Regions from separate parts of the Mus musculus genome. Here regions 1 and 2 are each linked to region 3. A link is a contact called in public Micro-C and targeted proximity ligation data. All regions are on one chromosome and are shown on one strand. The core of a region is the stretch at or near the end of the contact, and the rest is flanking DNA. Distances in the headings are between cores, read along the strand shown.

Region 1 (4,823 bases), core at 769-3,268, 210 kb after region 3:
TAGGACCCAGCACAAGAACCAGAGCAGCGAGATAAGCTGCCTGCCTCCTCCTGAGGGAGTCCATCCAGGCTGTGGCCTTGAGGAATGTGGGCTGTCCCAGTGGCCTTAGGAGGAATAAGACTCACTAAAAGAAGACCCGTGACCTGTCACTCATGCCTGGGAAGAGCAGGATCCGTCACAGGTACATCTTTGAGTTGAGGGCATCTAGAGAGGATTCTAGAACCTTTGGGCTCTACAAGGCTCTTCAGGGACACTCTAGCTGCTGTGTCTAGAGAGCTCTTGCCCCCAGTTTCTGTGGTGTTGTTACTTTCTCCCTTCAACCTCATTGCCACATTCCACCTTAGTCTCTAATAAGTTCTAGTATAGGTTCCATTACCATGCCTCGGCCATATTGTCCTGAGGGGACAGTAGTCCAGGTTCCCAGCCAGAACCTGCCTTCACCATGCAGAATAAGGGAACTCAATTCAGCCCAGGAAGCAGCCTATGTTCTTGTGGCAGACCCTTATCATTGTCGGGTCTCTCCTCCAGATCTCTTCCTGCCTGCTTCCAGCCCACACACTTGGGGAATTCATGGGCCCTCAGTGTCTAGGTTCTCATGGAAGGTGGTGGTCTTGAATTCCAAATGGCTCTTGCCTTACTCCTCAATCCTTCGAACCTCCTCAGCAGACTTCCATATCTCCCAGGGAAAGAAAACACTTCCCAACCTAAACACTAAGATCACTATCGTGTCTGGGTTCATCTTGCAATGTGGCCCATCCTCAGTCAGTCACACCAGGCAGATCTGGGAACAGCTAAAACAGCTAAAGTTACTGACTTCTCGTCCACGTCACTGGTTCTCACTCCTACACCCTCCTCCTACTCCAGGGAGAGAAATGTAGTTCAAGGGATTGTTGCGGAAAGAGCCTACACCCCGAGCTTAGGCCTGAACATCCAGGATAAGGCTTTGGCTGTCTTCATCTTCCACGCTTGTGAGCCTTCCTCTCCTCAGTTACCACCGGAACATGACAGATTCCTGACACTGCATTCTGGGACTTCCTGAGAAGCCCAAAGTCTGTGTCTATACTCAGCAGGAAACCAGGAAGTATGCATTGCAGGCCAGATGGATACGTCCAACATTTATCCCCAATTTCTATTAGTTCCTGTAAAGCAAATCTTCCAGTCCACAGGGTTACAAAGAATGACACAGACTCAACCTTCAATAGATTGGCACTTTGGCGAAGCAATGGCACAAAGAGTGATGATTTTCACCCTTTAACAAGTCAGCCCACATTGGGATATGGCTTGCCTGGTCCTACATGAAGCATTTTTCCTCACATGGCCATACTACTTCTAAGGGAACTAATCTGACATTGAGGTAATATAAAAAGGCCTTTTGGCACTTGAGCTACTCAAATAAGACAAAGCATCTGCAAGCTCGGGGCCTGTTTCCAACTGTGGAATCTCTAGGCCTAGCAGAGAAACTGAGGCAAGACAGGGTCCTGAAGGATCTCTCGGATGAGGAGCAAATGTGCATTCCAGCTCAGGTCTCAAGTGACATTTAGGTGACTACTGTAATATAATATATTAAAAGGACAAATGTGTCCTCTCTTCACACCCCAAGCTCTTAAATATACTCGCAGTATATTTAAGCCTTGCAACTGTACGGTGTGATTTTAGGAGGTTTTCCTTGTCTTTGCATCAGCCACTGGGACCACGCCTACTGGCCCCTCACCACGGCTGAGACCCGAAACACTGGTGCATGGTGGCATTTGATTGGCTCAGAGGGAACCCATATTCTGGATATCTAGAAGGAAACAATTCTACTTTACAATGATCTTTTTAAAAGATGGCCTTTCGCCCGCAGGGAAGGACTTGGCAAGAGAAAGCAGCTAAGAGGAAAGCTCGCTAGAATGGGGCTGGGAGGCACCGGGCACCAGAGAAGAAAGGCTTGGGAACTGGGAGCTGGGAGCTGGGAGCTGGGTGGGCTTTATCTCGCCTCTGCCGGCCTCAAGTCCCTCATCTGCAGAGAGGAGATAATGACGGATGCTTCAAAGAACTACTGTGAGCAGAAGACAAGTGCCTTCACGAAGGCTCTCAAGGCAGAGGGTAAGTAAAACATGGTAAAGTCCAAACAGCCCGTCTTTGATCACTGCTATCTGTACGCATACCTTATACGCACCTATCTGCGTACTCAGTGACTATAGGTACAGCTAGGCCCAGACATCTCAATGGAGTCGGGAGACAAAAACTCAGTTGTTTGGGACACAGAACGCATTGTCCCTGCTCCCCCACCCCCCAATGTTTCAAATCATAGAATTCTGGAATTATCTAGTTAGTGAACTGTCTCACTAAATTACCCTCCACCGTGATATCAGAGAGTTGGCTCGGGAAGGCACAGAGTGCTCAGGGATCCTCCCTACGGATCACACTCTCTAGAATGGAATATGTAACTGTTTGTACTCAGCGCTGTGCTCAGGAGCCAAGGGTGTCATGTCTCCCAAATGGAAGGCCTGGAAGGAACCGAAGCAATGACGGGGGACCTGGTTCTGCATGAAACTCCTAAAGCAGTGTTCAGATGACAGAGAATATGCGCTGCTAAGTAAAACAAGTCATTTTCTGTGGCTGGCAGAGAGGTTCCACAGCGCATGCGCAGTGCTTGCCAAGCGTGCGCAAGGCTCCGTCAGGTGGTTCAACAGTGTATGCACAGTGCTTCCCTAGCGTTGCAAAAATAAACCAAAAGAGAGGCTGAAGCAGGCGAAGTGTGAGTTCAAGACCAGCCTGGGCTACATAGAGTTCCTGGCCTATTTGGACTATAGAGTGAGACTTTAAAAGAAAACAAACAAACAAACAAACAAACAACAAAAATGAAACAAGGCGAGACATCACGTAAGCAGAAGCTGATGAGATGGCTCGGTGGGTAAAGATGCTTGCCACCAAGCCTGATGACCTCAATGTAATCTCTGAAGCCCACACAGTTGTAGGACACTATAGCTTTTAAAAACCACAACATTAAGAAATTTCATATTGATTCATATATGATTCATAAATTTAAATTTATGTTTTTATTTATCCATACACATACCTGCTTATGAAAAGACTGTAAAACAAACTGTAAAACATGAGCAATCATTTTATCTGTGCTATGGAGTGATAGAACTTAACTCCTTAAGTGCCATTCAGAAATGCTACACAGTAGCAGGGTGTGTGCCTTTCAGCCCAGCACTGAGGAGTCAGAGGGAAGTGGATCTCTGAGTTTGAGACAAGCTTGAGCTATGAAGAAATTTCTCTGTAGATTCCAACTAGGGCTACACAGAGAATCCCTGTCTCAAAAAAAAAATCAAATTAAAAAATATAACAGAAATACTAGAGATTTTGAAACCAATATTTACTCTGATCTCCGACTTCCACTAACCCCTCCCACTTTATAAGCAAAACATCCCCAGGCCCATCAAGTCCTATCCGAGCCTGAAATCTTACAGCTCAGGGATAAGTAGTCACAGGACAGTTTAAGCTGAGCTCATGTGACATTTACAGTCTGAGCTGCTCCCACCTAATGAGCGTCATGAGGAAATGCTCCTTAAAGAAGGAGGCCTTGTTGTCACACCTACACTTCTCACTAAATAAATATTTGCCCTGAGTCATATCACAGTTTATGGCATGTGAACAGCTTGGTTGCAGAGGGAGCCCCGATGATCTCATCAGAGCTGCTGACCGGGAACCCCAGTTCCAAGCTTTCTCTTTTCCTGCACGGTACCCCGCAACCTGTTTCCAGAGATCTTCCTGATAAGCATATATCATTATATGCTGTGCACATCTGTGACTGCAGAGAGGCAGTGGGTCACCTCTGACCTTAGCTGCACCCACTATAGCCACTTAACTCTCCGGCCCATTATGTCACACTGCACGGAGGCATTTAACACTTAACCAACCCCCAACATCTAATATATCAGCCAGAGCAAAACCTCCCCCAAACCAGGTACATGTTGAAGGTTTTAAAGGTCTTAGCTACTTCTTTAGCCACAGGAACAACACACCACCTAAAACCAAAACCCAAAACAAAAACAAGAGCCCATCCAATCACGTTTGCTTCTTCAGAGAGAAAATTCAGATATCTGATGTGTATGTATATGACAGGTCTCTTTGGCCGCACGGACGTGGCTTCCTGTCTTTGCGTCACACGTGTCTTTGTTGGTAGAGGTTGGGTAACTAACTGTTCTAGGCATGACCAGCAAGGACAGAGAGGCAAAGGACCATCTACAGGTGGTGACAAGAGAGAAATGCTTGTTTCAGAGAAGCAGAAGGGTCCACAGCTATAATAGGGGGTTTACTTCTGTATTGTTTAGTTTTACATCAACTTGACACAGCTGGAGTTATCACCGAGAAAGGAGCTTCAGTTGGGGAAATGCCTCCATGAGATCCAACTGTAAGGCATTTTCTCAATTAGTGATCAAGGGGGAAAGGCCCCTTGTGGGTGGGACCATCTCTGGGCTGGTACTCTTGGTTCTATAAGAGAGCAGGCTGAGCAAGCCAGGGGAAGCAAGCCAGTAAAGAACATCCCTCCATGGCCTCTGCATCAGCTCCTGCTTTCTGACCTGCTTGAGTTCCAGTCCTGACTTCCTGGGTGATGAACAACAGTATGGAAGTGTAAGCCAAATAAACCCTTTCCTCCCCAACTTGCTTCTTGGTCATGATGTTTGTGCAGGAATAGAAACCCTGACTAAGACAACTTCCTATCCAAGGTCCTAATGAGAAGCCTACGTAGGACTCCATACCTGTGCTGGGAGAGAGCACACAGGATGATGTGTCACTCTCTGTGAGTGAGATACAACGAACTCACACCAAGG
Region 2 (5,022 bases), core at 1,950-4,449, 150 kb after region 3:
CACAACACAGTTAATTATTAATAAATATCATGTACCCAACATTCTATTCCAGCACGTGTTTCTAGAGAAGCCAACCTGTAGCATCTTTCCTCTCTTCCATAACTACAGGCGGGCACATTTGGCATGTTTTTTAATTCTCTCGTTCCCCACTCTATACCATTTACCAAACACTTCTCACAGACAGTGCTGTTTCCTCTTCAACGAGTCTTAACAACTGACAGCTCAACTTAGCATCATTTAGACTTGATCATAAGTTGTGACAGTTATTCATCATTGTCAATTTGGCTGGATTTAGGATCATGGAGCAGACACACCTTAGGAGTCTGTAAGAGTTTTTAGAGAGACTCCCTGTGGAAGGAAGACTCATCCTGAAGGTGGGTGGGGCCACCCTACGATCTGGGGTTTGGATGAAATGCAAAGGGGGAGGGAGGAAGTGAGCCAAGCACCTGCGGTGGCCAGTCTTGGCTCAAAGTGATACAAAAGGGATACAAAAGGGATACAAAAGGGATACAAAGTGACCACATTCCTGCCTCCATGCCTTCTCTAAGTCTACAGACTGTATTCCTTACAACTGTGAGTCAAAATAGCCCCTCCTCTCCTTAGGCGGCGTTTGTCCAGTATTTCATCAAAGCAAAGCAAACAGTACCTAGTGCATTTGATTAAGTTTACAGCTTACCACTTTCTTTGTGTTCTTTTTTTTTCCCCCTTCCCTATCCTCATGCCTTTGGTTCAATTCTCATTTGATGGAAACACTTCCAGTTGATCCTCCAGGAGCAGCACATAGCTGGTCTACTGGGACTCACTCCATGTGTAGAACTATCTGACATCCTCATGAATATATGTCTCTCTCAGGTAGGGGAAGGCTCTGAGCCTACTAACCCTTTCATCCAACTCTATTGTGTCCCTCATTCGATCCTGTTTCCATCTTTCCACTCTTCTTCATCAGGAAAGCTGTGTGTTTTTCTTTTTTCAATTCACAGTTCAAAAATCTCTGATGATGGGGCCTGCAGATCTTCCCTGGTACCATGAAACTGACAAGAAGAAAATATGTGGCGACCTCGGTTGGCAGCTCTTTGGTGATCTGACACAAACCATGAGGAAGATTTAAACTGTCTCTCAGTGAGGAACAGACTGCATATCCTCCAGGCTGTCCTCCAGGAATGGCATTGTCCACAACCGACCTTTCGATGAGAATTAGACAGGGCTGCATTCCAAGTGTCTGCAAGGGCACAGAGTGCAGACAACCCAATGACTAATTAATTAAGGAAATAATCTCTGTAGTAAATGTGTTGAGGATGTAGTCTGACCCATGATTCCAAGTAAAATCTCATTTTAAAAAAGACTTCTGAAATTAAACAAAGCTATATTACATTGTATATAGTAAGATGCTGAGAAAAAAAGTTGGTTAACAAAAACAACAAATGTTGGTTAACGTAACACAGCCAGGAAATAAAAGGTTTTGTTTCCGTTTCTCCATAACTTTGATTATTTGCTCATGTTTCTGGTACATACAGATTCTGTTAACTTAAAAAATAATAATAATTCAGGAGCTTGGGAGATGGCTCAGTTGGTAAAGTGCTTCTAGCATAAGCACAAGGTCCAGAGTTTGATCCTTTCACCCATGTAAAATACCAAGTAGTGTGACGCATGATTGTAATCTTAGCGCTGTGGAGGCAGGCAGGTAGCGCCTGGAGCTCACTGGCCAGCTAGCACAGTGCAATTGGTAAGCCAGAGTCCACAAAGGGACTGTCTCAGAAAACTAGATACATGGATCCTGAGGAATACCTGAGGCTGACCTCTGGCTTCACATACACACACGCTAACACACACCTGCACCCACACACTTTTGCACACCCTCACACACTTATCTTCTCATGCACAGAAATAGTAAACAATGGATACTATCTTTTTAAATTAAAAAAAATATTTTCAAAGAGAATATGATACTAGTCTATCCACAAACTCCTAAGCTCAAAGTGACCCTCCTGCCTCAGACTTCCAAGTGCTAGGTCTACCAGTGTCGGCCATCATGCTATGACATATGAATGGTGTTATGCACATTATCTCAGTTCATATTACAGTTTCTCAACATTCCTCAATTTAGCTTTCAAACAGTAACAAATTATTTTTAATCATATACATGCATGTATCTATGTGGAGGTTTATGCACATGAATTGAAGTTGCCTATAGAGGGCATCAGACATCCTGGCGGTGGGGTTACGGGTGGTTGTGAACCACTGGATGCGAGGCTGGGAACTGAAATCAGGGCCTCTCCAAGGGCCATACAGGCGTTCAGCTGTTGAGTCCTCTCTTTAGCCCTCAGTGTGCTATTTTGATACTTGTTTCATAAAGCGGATGGGATGCAGCCATTTTTAATTTTCTTAGGGCAGGTATTCTTGTTGGAAGGCTGACTTGTAGGAGGGAGGCATTTAGGGAATGGGAATGCTCCCCATTCCTACCTCAAGGACCCCCTACTTCAGTGTGGGTGTGCTGTGAGAATTTTCGAAAACTCAAATCCTTGGGCCACTCACCTAAGCAAGTGACTAATTACTACCCACGCACAACAAGAATGAGGAAGCATCATTTTCAGCATGCCTCACGGGCTCGGAGGCCATGTTAAACCACGCTAACCAGTAAACGAAATATAGGTAACCGACCACTTCAAGAGTGTTGCCAGAGGCCACTAGGGAAAACATAACTACATGGAGTCCAGAGAAGGAATGTAATGCATGGAATGGGTTACTGAAGTGCTGGGCGGGGAAAAAGCTAGAGAAGGGCTGTTAGCACACATCTTAGCACTCAGGATGCAGACACAGCAGAATCTCTAACATCAATGCCATCTTGGTATCTATAGTGAGTTCTAGGCCAAATTGGCACATGCCTTTAATCCCAGCACGTGGGAGGCGGAGGCAGGCGGATTTCTGAGTTCCAGGCCAGCCTGGTCTACAGAGTGAGTTCTAGGACAGCCAGGGCTATACAGAGAAACCCTGTCTTGAAAAACCAAACCAACCAAACAAACAAACAAAATACTAAGCAAGAGGTAGTAGTTAAAGATGGGTATCAGCAGGAAGCCACTGCTGATCTTTTCAACATGAGATAGTATTAAAGACTCCAAAAGCAGAGATGTCTGTTGGAGCCTGAGCAACGTGGTGAAGGCTGAACAACGTGGCCTGTAATAGCTTCTCAGCCTTTTGGCTAAGAGCGAGCCCAGAATGCAGAAGTTAGACTACAGTTGGGGCTCCCAAGGGCCAGCCTGCTAAACCACGGAGTCCCTGAGCTAGGCAGGTGAATCCCCTGTGAATTCCCAGCTAGGTCCACTTCAGAGATGATCCAGAGTGAGGAACGACTGGGGCTGGGCGAGCCAGGACAAAGAACAAAACTGAAAGGAAAATGAAAGCCGGAAGGTAGACACGAGGTGGTGAGCCATAAGAACTGTGGCTCTCAGTGGAAAGGTGGAGCGTGAGAGGCTGGCAATGCATTCTTACCATTTTTATGGTAAGAACTTCAGTGGTGCAGGGCAGTGGTGGCGCACACCTTTAATCCCAGCACTTGGGAGGCAGAGGCAGGTGGATTTCTGAGTTTGAGGCTAGCCTGGGCTACAAAGTGAGTTCCAGGATAGCCAGGGCTACACAGAGAAACCCTGTCTCGAAAAACCAAAAAAAAAAAAAAAAAAAAAAAAAAAAAAAAAAAAAGAACTTCAGTGGCTCACAACCAATTTGCTGAGCTCCACTGTTGCCCTTGCAGCCCAGGTGTAACAGGAAGAGGGGCCATGACCTTGGGCAGTTTGCCTGAAGCCCAGGTTAGAGTGGGCAGAGCTGAGACCTGGCTCCTCCGAGTCATTTGACTTCAAATCTTATGTTCTTTATAGCATGGTAACACCCTGCCTTCTACTCCCCAAAGGAAACAACCCAAAGACTAATAAAAGTTACACTGCATTTCTAAATCCATAAATGCATCTGAAAGGTTAGCCTACAGTTAGTTTACATAATTATTTCATGTAAACCGTGTTCTGCATTACTGAGTCTGAACCTAGAGGGCGTTCTTAATTTCCAAGGTGGAAGGGGAGCTGGTTTAAAGCTACTGAAGGTTTTAGATGTTGCATTGTACCTAGGGGCCATGCTGGAGTACTACATGAGGAAGCCTACAACCCCCAATTCCTAGCTAGGTCCACATCTTTCGCTCTTTTTAATCTGCCATAGTTGGGTTTGAGGCAAGGTCAAATGATGGGGAAAGAGGCTAATTATCTAAGTAGGTCAGCAAAAATATACAAGAGGTGAAGGATTCTAAGGACAAGTACAAACAGCTCATTAGACACCAAGGAAGTGAGACTAAGACTAAGGGTGAGCTAGGCTTTATAGTCAGGGTTTTGTCCATCTCTGCGGCTGACCCTCTGTGACCTCTGGTTCTCATCCCCTTCTCTCCTACCATGAGTTGTGCTGACCCGGTAGGGAGTTCTGGTTTGGTGGCATTGCCAGGCTCCTCTGATAATAGCCTCACTTCGATCCTGATTGGAGTGAGAAGGGGATATCAGGGATTTAATCCTCCCAGTGTTCCTGCCCTCTGGAAACTGAGCTTCCATAAGATAGCAATATTTAAATGTTCTCACGCCATTCAGGCTGTATGTACATCCACATTTCCGAAATTCCTCAAAACAGAAAGCAGACAGAGTATGTGTGGATGTCACTGCTAATCATTTTTTATTTTAATCATTCTCTTTTCGTGTTCATTATGAAAACAACAAATAATCCCATTCTTTCAATAAACGTTTAATGAGTATCACATGTCAGGTAGTGAGCCTGGCTCTGGGGCCATAAGGACAAAGACAGGGCCTAATTCACTAGGAAATCACCACAGTGGGATGGAAGGAGAGAGGGAGGGAGGGAGAGAGGAATGCAGACAGCTCAGACACAGTGAGCCATGAGCTCTGCTCTGGATTTTTGCAGGAGGAACTGGGTCAGTCCAGTCTAGGGGGGGGGGTGTCACAGAACGTTCCATTTGCTTATCTGAGGAGCACAGACATT
Region 3 (4,470 bases), core at 1,479-3,978:
ACTTTGTGAGGGAGTGTATGCGCCCAAGAGTGCTTGTGCCTCTGTGTGTGTGTGTGTGTGTGTGTGTGTGTGTGTGTGTGTGTGTAGAGGCATGCATGCCCTGGCACACATCTGGAGGTCAGAGGACACTTGTGGGAATTGATTCTCTCCTTCCCCTATGTGGGATAAGGGTAGAAAAGAAGTCATAAGGTACGGGAGTAAGTGCCTGTACCTACTGAGTCATCTGGCCTTACCTTTCTTCTTTTTAAATGGGTTATCTCAAGTATTTTGTCATAGCAATACAAACACTTTAGAAGAGTCTGGGTCCAAATTCCCTAGCATTACTCTTAAATAAATGTTAGGACTCCTAGCCAGAAGTACGGTTGTTCTTTCCCAAGGGTCAGGGCAGCAGACTTCCTCTGAGCAGCTTTGGTGTAGAAGATGGGACTGTAGCTGTTCTTGAAGGATTTGAACACTTTGGGTGAAGACATCTATCTGGGTCTAATCTGGTGGAATGTCACTGACTGGATTTTTGAATGTTGGTCAAAACTTGTGGTTTATCTGGTCTCCTGCCAATCTCCTGTGCTCCATCAAAGAGCCCTGTTGCTGCAGCAGGTAGATGTCAGGGAAAAGACTGAGGTCAAGGTCTCTCATTTCAAAACTGTTAGTGCAGCAGTAATATTTTAACATTAATTTCTTTCCAGAGGGCGGGGAGGTGATGGAGGACATCAATGATTCATGCATCTTGATTATTCTACAGGGGAACTTCTGGTACTCAACTGAGCCTGCTGCCAATCTCCGTGGCTCCATGAGCACCTCAGAGCACACCGACCTGCAGCTCCAGGAGTCTGGTTTATTGATTGATTGATTGACCTCAGCTTCTGCTGTACTTGGGAGATGGGGAACTGAATCCAGTGCTGATATCATTTGACAAAGAGCCCAGGCTTTGGTTCCTGGCTGCTTTGTCATCAGCATGAAGGGCTATCCCCAGCCACACTAGAGCTAAGGACATTGTGAAGCCGAAGGCTCACCAGGCCCTGTCTGTGGAAGTACGGAGAGGTAGTGCTGCTTTCTACTGGAGTACACGATGGTTGTCATGGGCTAACCCATGTCCCTCTAAGGTGGAGGCCCCTAACTGTCATTCACCCAGAGTATGGCCTTGTTTGGAGACAGGGTCTTTACAGAGGAGATCTGTTTAAATGAGATGGTAGATTAGGTCCTATTTCATCAGGACGAGTGTCCTACTAGAGCAATGGTTCTTTTTTTTTTTTAATTTATTTATTTATTTATTATATGTAAGTACATTGTAGCTGTCTTCAGACACTCCAGAAGAGGGGGTCAGATCTTGTTACGGATGGTTGTGAGCCACCATGTGGTTGCTGGGATTTGAACTCTGGACCTTCGGAAGAGCAGTCGGGTGCTCTAACCCACTGAGCCATCTCACCAGCCCGAGCAATGGTTCTTAATCAGCGGGTTGTGACCCTTTGGGTGGGGGTGGGGCACAAATGACCCTTTCACAGGTGTTGCCTAAGACCATCAAAAAAAAACCCACAGATGTTTACATTATAATTCATAACAGTAGCAAAATTACAGTTATGAAGTAGCAATGAAAATAATTTTATTTGTTGGGACATCACCACAATATGAATTGTATTAAAGGGTCATGGTATTAGGAAGGTTGAGAACTACTGTTCTAGACACAGGGAGTTTGGACCACACAGACACACACAGAGTAGACATTGTGTAGACCCAGGGAGTAGACAGTTATCTGTAAGCCAAGTAGAGAGGCCTACACAGATTCTCTGGAAATGGAGCTAGGGACCCCACTGACACCTGACTGTGAACTAACTCCCAGTCTATAGAGACACGAAAGAAGACCTTCCTACACTCTAAAGTGACTTATCCTAGTGCTTGGCTGTGACAGCTCTAGCAAAAAGAAACAGTGGCCAGGAGCCCCACGGATTTAAAGAATACTCTTGTCTTTAAATTATCCATATTTTCATTTTATTATATTTAATCCTACTCCCCTAAGCAGGATAGGTCACAGACAGCATAAGGGAGGCCTGGAGCACTGGGTGTTTGTTGCTACTATGTTACACTTGCTGACGCTTCTCGGCCTTTTGGCTAAGATCAAGTGTTACCCTTGCTGTCTCAACTGCAGAAGTGGCATTTTCTATGCTGGATTAAAGGGTCAAGAGGAGGCTTTCCCAGAGACTAAAGTGGGTGAGAAGCGCATGCTGGAGTCTGAGAGATGAGCCTCTCTCCTCTCTGTTTTGCACGATTCTAACTGCAGCCTCCAGGCCAACCTGAGACGGCAGATGCTAGGCCTGTGGTATGAGATGCCTTTGATGCCCAAAGACTCTGCTACCTGATGAGCTGAGATGCATTATGCTGGAAGAATGTGGTCAAGTGCACCAAGAGGAAACAGGTTATTGAGCCCCATACTCACTCTTCATTAGGTTTCAATAGAGCCTTCAGTCACTCCCCCAGACCCATGGGCAGAGCTGCCTTTTCACCAGTAGGTGGCAGCAGAGGGTTTGTGGAAAGGAGGGACACCGATCAGTGAGTTTGTGGCTGTCAATCATAGGGGCTTGCTTTCAGAATCAGAGGAAAAGTGATTCCGACTACCAGTAAACATATGAAGCCCAGAGAGGTTGCAAGCACAGGTAGCGATCTGTCCTCACATCCGCTCTGGGAGCAAGGCACTGTGGGTATGTTGTGTTCAGACCCAGGGCCTCTAGGAGGTGACACATTTCTGTTGCTTAAGCCACACAGTTTGTGATAATTTCTTACAGCAGGAGAGTAATACAGGCCAACAAACAAAGGAAAGCCAGGCCTTCAGGCTCCTCCCCTGGACCCCTTCTCATGTACTGTCAGACTTGGTCAGCTTTGTTTATATTTTTAAATTTTATTTTATTATTTTATATGCATACGTATTTGTCTGCATGTGTATCTGTGCATGTTTGGTGCCTGGAGAGGCCAGAAGAGGGCACTAGATCCCCTAGACCTGGAGTAACCTAGACCTGGGAATCCAGCTCCCTCGGGAGAGGCAGTGGGAATGCCAGAGTTTCCAATCAACACCCCCTGGGGCAGCCGGTACTGGCTTAAGCAGGTAAAGATTAGAGACCCTTACTGATGCGGTGTGGCCGGGGAGGCATCATTCACCTCCAAGCCTAAGGATTCAAGTTCAGAAACTCAGCTTCTTTTTGCCAAAGCCCCTGCTTTGAGTTTTCTAAGACCCCTGTGACCTAATTTGTTGAGCGTTTGTCTTGGTATTTTCTCAGGCTTTCCTCCCACACCATGGCGTGGCAGCTGTTTATTCAACCACGCTCACTTCTTTGCCACCCTTCTTCCCATGATCAAAGGGTAGCATTAACAACCCCAAACACACCGAATAATCAAGCTGTCCAAGGGCTGACAGTAGGTCAGCACACTAATCTCCAATACTAGTATGGCAGAGAATTGGGGGTGGGGTGGGGTTTAACTGTTTCTTTTCCTTACATGCAGTTATTTTTGCACTTCAAACAGCCATTTTGCAGAAGCACTTTCACAGATAAAGGGCGTGTTATTGAGAGGATGCTAATGTGGCCAGTGTAAAGGCAATGGGATTGAGTAACAGAAGGAGAGAAGTCGCTGTTGGGTGGCAGCCATCCTTTAGATTTCTCTGTTAATAAGAATGCAATTCCTTCACCTCTCACTGACAACCCGTTCCCTGGGAGCCACGAAAGGGCACTCTCTCCCACTCCATTTCCCAGTGGGAATGGCTTTTTGTTGGTTCCCCTCCCCAGGCAGGCTGCCTTAGCATCCCAGGGTGACAGGCAGCATCGGGGGCTGATATCCACGCGACCATCCCGCTAGGAGAACGGCAGAAGCTCGCATTTCCCATCAGTGCGGCCCACTCAGTTCTGTTGTTTGCTTTTCAATACCCCAATCTGTGGCTCATCAGCTCAGCATTCAACAGGAAACATCTTTGGTCACACTGGATAAAGCCATCTTAAAAAACCATCTCCCTTGGATTTGAATATTTGCAAATGAGCCAGGAAGCCGAGGGGTGTACAGTGTGAAGGTGAAGGACCTCTGGAAAGCAGTGTTGGGCGAAACATTGGTAGGACCTGAATTAAATGCCTGAATACTGAATGATGAAACTGTTATCTCTCCTCAGAGGTCAACCATCCTTTTAAATTCCAGTTCAAGTTACAGAGAAAAGTCACAAGGCCTCTGTAAGCCCAAAGGCACAACTTTGGGTGGATCCCTAAAAGGAAATCTCAGGTTACCCAATACACACAAATCAATGTGGTGTAAGTCTGCATATTTCACAGGGATATAAATTAAATACTTAGTTTGGATCAGTTGACCACAAAGTGGGTTAGGATATCACTACTAAGAAGGAAACATCGAATCTTCAAGGGAAAAGCCTCACAAGAGACCTCACACTACACTGGGTGACGTCACCAAAGAGAATGTCATCCCAGAAGCCTTCAGGGCCGTTCA

Evidence for each region. A called contact is a pair of places that touch in the nucleus more often than the background predicts.
Region 1: a contact with region 3 is called in a Micro-C map of the G1E-ER4 cell line. A contact is called at or near these places in 13 of 484 Hi-C or Micro-C datasets (B cells, the G1E-ER4 cell line, Sertoli cells and 6 more), 15 of 130 datasets of targeted methods (the NIH/3T3 cell line, bone marrow-derived macrophages, cardiomyocytes and 12 more) and 4 of 9 other capture datasets (adipose tissue, embryonic stem cells, liver and 1 more).
Region 2: a targeted proximity ligation map of pro-B cells shows a contact between it and region 3, with 6 times the contacts expected there. A contact is called at or near these places in 28 of 484 Hi-C or Micro-C datasets (the AML12 cell line, the Ba/F3 cell line, the C2C12 cell line and 20 more), 13 of 130 datasets of targeted methods (SST interneurons, bone marrow-derived macrophages, craniofacial prominence and 10 more) and 4 of 9 other capture datasets (adipose tissue, embryonic stem cells, liver and 1 more).

What each region holds. Positions count from the first base shown.
Region 1 is chr19:24,511,278-24,516,100 of GRCm38.p6, forward strand. All of the region lies in intron 1 of Pip5k1b (phosphatidylinositol-4-phosphate 5-kinase, type 1 beta), which reads right to left. Among named protein-coding and RNA genes, the nearest start is that of Gm52399, 31 kb to the left of the region's middle.
Region 2 is chr19:24,447,707-24,452,728 of GRCm38.p6, forward strand. All of the region lies in intron 1 of Pip5k1b (phosphatidylinositol-4-phosphate 5-kinase, type 1 beta), which reads right to left. Pip5k1bos (phosphatidylinositol-4-phosphate 5-kinase, type 1 beta, opposite strand) reads left to right here. Exons shown (of 6, transcript NR_167769.1): 5 at 760-852; 6 at 981-1,479. Among named protein-coding and RNA genes, the nearest start is that of Fam122a, 27 kb to the right of the region's middle.
Region 3 is chr19:24,298,588-24,303,057 of GRCm38.p6, forward strand. All of the region lies in intron 14 of Pip5k1b (phosphatidylinositol-4-phosphate 5-kinase, type 1 beta), which reads right to left. Among named protein-coding and RNA genes, the nearest start is that of Fxn, 20 kb to the left of the region's middle.